Regions from separate parts of the Danio rerio genome. Here region 1 is linked to region 2. A link is a contact called in public Hi-C data. All regions are on one chromosome and are shown on one strand. The core of a region is the stretch at or near the end of the contact, and the rest is flanking DNA. Distances in the headings are between cores, read along the strand shown. Region 1 overlaps agap1 (ArfGAP with GTPase domain, ankyrin repeat and PH domain 1). Region 2 holds the start of gbx2 (gastrulation brain homeobox 2).

Region 1 (2,700 bases), core at 183-2,682, 170 kb before region 2:
GTGGTGTGTCAGAACCCGTACAGCGGAATTTTGAAAATACTGTAATCTTCTGAGAGAACTTGTTGGTAAACCTGTGAAAAGTGAATTACAGAAATCAAGAAATGATGTGATAAAGGCATGGATAAGCCTCTCCGCATCAGGTTGTGAGAGAAAGGGTCTAAATTATCATTTCAAACTACTAAAATATCAATAAACGTCACTTTGTTAAACTGTAAAGTTGAATTGTCAACATCATAAGTCGACAGAGCAGAGATCAAGGTCTTATAATGCAATTCACAACCTTAAATAAATGGGGGAAACATCACAAAATATAGGGAACTGTTTATTAACAGATATTTTTGCAGTGTATGGAAATACTTTAGATTATTAGTCACAAATATACACAAGACAGCAAAAACTAAACTTGACATGTCATATTTTACATGATCATAAGGTCATTTAAATACTGTACAACAACATAAAGTTAATTTCAAAGTCTAAATGCCACAACTGCAAACGCTCATATTATGTTGCTTTAAAACATTTTTGTTTGTCTGTTGCGTTAATCACTGTTTAGTTGTGATTTTGGCTTTTAAATCTGTGGTGTCAAGGACAAGAGACACGTTTATCTCGACATCTCATCACTCATATTTATTTTAATGACGCATGTGATGTCTGCAAGAAGGCCAAACAAGCGATTTACTTCTCAAAATAATGGCTACCGAAACAGTATGTTTTGTACAAGCATTTTTGACATCGGAAAGACCTTAAAAAAACAAAACAACCAAAAAAGATGGTGTTCCTTGTTTATAAAAACTATTGTCTTGCTTTTGTTTCACCATGTTTGAAAGCTGCGTACAGAGCTTCCAATGGATTATTCACTTCAATTTATCTTTATTTCTATAGCACTTTTACAATGTAGATTGTGTCAAAGCAGCTTAACATGGAAGTTCTAGTAAATTGAAACTGCTTCAGTCTAGTTTTTCTTTGCTAAGCTAACTTTGTAAAAGCCATTGTCTTCGTTTTTTAAATTGAACTTTTAAGCGCATTGAGAGATGTTGTTTATATTTACACAGCTACATTACACATCAACTAAAGTTTAAAATATGATATCGTAGTGGACCACCCCTTTAATAAATTCTGAACTAGTGAACAGAGTTAGAGTACTTAATTTAACTTGTATTAAATGATTCTGAACACTGATTTGTAGCACAAATTGTCCTGATAAAAGAAAATTATAGCAAATAACAAAATGATAACATATATGCCCTTCTTCATTTTCATGTCAATCAACAGTCCATCAATTCATCAATGTCTTAGTAGTATAGCAGTGAATGTTTTCCATCATCAGACTCTTTCGACATCAGACTAATTGACCTCTTTTATTGGACAGGAGGCCGTTTTAAAAAGGAGATTGTGGTGGACGGACAAAGTTACCTCCTCCTAATCAGGGATGAAGGGGGACCTCCGGAGGCTCAGGTAGGAAGTACAGCCCAAAATGCATAGGGCTTCATTACACTAGAGGATGGTGCTCTGATTAATAATGCTTTGTCATATCCAGAACATTTTTTTGTTTAAAACTATATTTTAGATTTGTTTTACAGGGAGCTGTGATGTAATAGGGTTTGCACAAGGCTGATGCCATTTATTTAGACCAAATGATTCCTAAAAATGCTAACAGGAAGTGTCATGTAGCCTTTTTCCTCATGCTCTGTGAATTTTATGGTGTCTCAGTCTGCTAGTTTCAGTCATTTTAAGGGCTACAATCATTCCAGTGCATCTTTTTAATAGGGATTCCAGTTTTCTGTATAGATTTCTTGAGCATTGGTTGCTTCACATTTGCATGCTTGCCTGAAATGGAAATGTGGTTTCCCAAAAGAGAGTTCACCCAAACATTTATTGTTAATTTAGGCTCCTTCAGGTTTTCCAAGATAAAGGTGACTTTTTTGAAGGTGACTAATGATTCTGTCTTCAATTGTATGTAAACAATAATAACGAATAATATCTGAGGTGAAGTGCTTCAAAACCAGTTCGCTATGCTTCAGAAAATTAAACAGCCTAGACTTTCTGCGATGGTGTTGTGAGGCATTGCAGGCATGAGTATCAGTTGTTGTCAACTATGCCACATTACACCAGAAGAAACGATTGAATCTTGTTTCAAGACATACATTTGTGATTCACGACTTCACATGACACCCTACATCAAAGAAATCAGGCCGAAATCGTGTGATCTGACCTGGGCTTTATAACTAACCAATTGAGTGAGCACACTTTCATTCTGCCAAATCAGAATTGCACTACTGAACTATGCCCACAATAGAGTGGAGGAACTATGACGTCACCTTGTAGGCGAATAGGCTGCTAGCATAAAACTAGTTACCTCGATAAAATACCTATAGGATTTTCCCATAGGCTTTTTGAAGATTGCGAATAATAAGCTGTGTTCAAACACTGTTCATCACACTTACATGTTTTGTCCAGCCGGATAATCCTCACACGAAAATACAACTTTAAACACTTTTTGATCTTAAATGCAAATACAAGAATTGAAAAGCTAACATTAGGCTATAAACAGACGACAGTGGCATCGGGGCGCTCACCTGTGACGTCAGCACCACCTTGCTAACGACAACTTTTCAAGCTTATTTTTAAAAATATGTTTCATAACAAAGAGTAAATCTCTCTGTTTATTATATTATCTTATACACAAATGAGACGTGA
Region 2 (2,700 bases), core at 29-2,528:
TATAATTATTTCTGTCCTACATTTTTGACCCTCCTCGGTGCAACTAAATTATTTTTTAAGTTGGAAAATGTATTCTAGCTTACAGAAAGCGGTTTAAGAGTAGCCAACCATTTATTTCAAACACGAGACGTTACGAATATTGAATAATAAATAATTTAAATTATTTTAAGATTAGCTTTTAAAAACATTTTATTTTTAATTGGAGAACGCATAAATCAGTAACCTGCCAGTTTCACTTATGGCGTTTTTAAACATACAAATTTCATTTATAAAGACTTTTAAAATCCGTTGTCTATGTTAGTTTAATATAAAAGTATTCACTGTGAAAACAATTGCGTGCAGAGTTTAGTCTCACCTGTAGAGGTGTGTACGGACTGCGAATCGTGGAAGGACGGAATGCTCGTCGAATCTTTCGTCGCAAACGTTTTCCCATCCTCTCCATCCAAACGAATATCCTGAGATTTGTCGAACATGGCGTGAATAGACTGAGAGCCGAGCTTCCTCGCCGCGTCTTGGTGCTGTTGGGACGGCGAGGAGGAGAAGCCGCCGGGTAACGTGGCCATTAGCGTGGATGTGAGTGCCATGCCCTGCGCCAGGCTGGAGCAGAAGCTGCTGGGTAAGCCCGGGATCGGGTGGTGCGGATGGGTCGTAGGGAGAGCGCTTTGGGGGAGTGTTGGAGGGGGTGGAGGAGGCGGCGGAGGAAGCACCACTGACCGGTATGGCATGAACATGGGATAACCTGTGTACACGAAATGTCCCGGACTGGGCTGCGGCGGACCGCCGATGAGCGAGTCAATGCTGAATGCAGTGGTGCTTCCCACCGGACGCTGCATCATCATGAACGGTGTGCTGAAAGCTGCACTCATATGATCTAATGTGGACAATTTCTGAAGTCCTGAAGTCTGGGAGAAGCTTTCTCCACTGCGCTTCTCAGATTGGAATCTCACTGCTGGACAGCGTCATACACTGACACTCTCTGAGCTTTTGGTAATCCTCTGAACGATTCTGTGTGTGCGGTTCATAAAACCGTTGCATCTGTTTCTTCTTCCTCGATTCAGAGCCAGTTCGCCGTAAGAACAGAGCGAGACAAGTGCATTGAAACACAGACAACTCCCTGGCTGAGAAAAGTCTGGGCGAGAAAAAGGTCGAGCATCTCACATGAGCTTTATCGTCCTCCCTTGAGTTATTTCAGCGTCCTTGTCCCTTCTGCTTGGCCGCGTTTCATTTCGACCTGATGGAAGTCACAATAAATTGCTCCTCGCAGCATCAGCTGTGATCATCAACTGAAGTGTGAGTTTGAATTACGCTCCTTCGGTTTAAGCGTCTCCACCATGAGCTCTGGCCGCGCCCACCGCGCCTCCGCGCCTGCTATTGGTCTGCTCTCCTCCGGTTACGTGAAGCTGTCCTGACGCGCCGGAGCCTCGAGCGCTGCTGCTGTCTCTTAAATTAGAACGTCACTAACACAGTCTCACATTCCCAAACAGTCAAAACAAGAATCATGTGAGACGTGATCTGATGCGTATTTTTCGGCTCTGCGATGGATTATGGTTGTGTTAATGCAATCTGTATAATGTAAACCATACGTACAGTATGGTCAGAGTGTTTGCATACTCTAACATGTCATTTTGTAAATATCTTTTAAAAATTACAAAGCAAAAAAAAAAAAAAAGCAAATCTAAAATTCCTACTTTAGAATTTTGATAACACTTTAACTGAGTTCTATTAACCACTGCCATATTATCTGCTTATTATTAAGATGTTTATTAGTATTTATAATGAATAATACTATTCTACAACCCTAATCCTGTTCAATACATAAACCCAACTACTACCTTAATAACTATTTTAATAAGCAGAAAACTAATAGTTGAGCTAAACGTGGTTTGCTAATAGCAAGATTTACACCTTAAATTAAAGTGTGACTGGGATATTTTTACTGAACTCAAAATCCACCTTAATAGAAAGACAATTTGTAACTTCTAAATGTAAGACTTCTGCTGTCATCCACTTCCACACTGTAAAAATACTGATTGCCTTAAACTTTTAAGTTGAATCAAATTAACCCCATGAGTCATTTCAACTTACATTAAATTGAACTGACTTAAAACAGCTTGCGAAACTTATTAAACTAAGTTAATCATGTGCCAACTTAATTTTCATACATTACAATTAACTAAAACAAATGTTGTCACAAAAGTATTTTTTTACAGTGCAGTCATTTAACTGTACACAAACAAATGCCTTTTACTGCTTGCAACTGTAAACTGGTATTTGTTTTAATATTATTTTAATTCACTATCTAGTCAGTAAATTTATTAAGATGAGGTATAAATCTCACAGAAAATGTCTCTTTTTGCATTGCAAATATGGTTTCTACGTTTAACTGAATCTGTAACTGAGAACTCACAGATGACACTATAACAGGCTGTTCATAATGACATGAGTCACGGCCCTTTATAGCAGTCAGTCATCACATATGTCATTTCAGACACCTCAGATACCTGTGAATCAGCAGTCAAGAGCCTTCATTCACACAGTGCTCTGTGCAATTCATACATGCAATCATGTATCAGTAAAGGTAAAATTCATAGACATCATAATGAAATCATCAATGTTTTAGGGGGGAAGGGGGATTAAATAATGAATAATTCAGCAGAATTGCTGATCAATAAATGTGTGTCCATGTTGCTCATGTGTGCA

What was found. Hi-C and Micro-C count contacts between places; a contact is called where the count stands out from the background.
Region 1: a contact with region 2 is called in a Hi-C map of an unstated tissue, with 3 times the contacts expected there. The contact joins the enhancer-like site here to the promoter of gbx2 in region 2. A contact is called at or near these places in 4 of 18 Hi-C or Micro-C datasets (caudal fin, embryo, hematopoietic stem cells and 1 more) and 2 of 4 datasets of contacts at active chromatin or transcription factors (caudal fin and embryo).

What each region holds. Positions count from the first base shown.
Region 1 is chr6:17,217,658-17,220,357 of GRCz12tu, reverse strand. agap1 (ArfGAP with GTPase domain, ankyrin repeat and PH domain 1) reads left to right here. Exons shown (of 18, transcript XR_012407728.1): 4 at 1,373-1,458. Among named protein-coding and RNA genes, the nearest start is that of gbx2, 170 kb to the right of the region's middle. Within about 2 kb of position 1,432, at least 14 of the 62 cell types and tissues checked have an H3K27ac peak or open chromatin away from gene starts, as enhancers often do.
Region 2 is chr6:17,047,503-17,050,202 of GRCz12tu, reverse strand. It overlaps gbx2 (gastrulation brain homeobox 2), which reads right to left and starts at 1,278. Exons shown (of 2, transcript NM_152964.1): 1 at 356-1,278. The coding sequence starts at 866.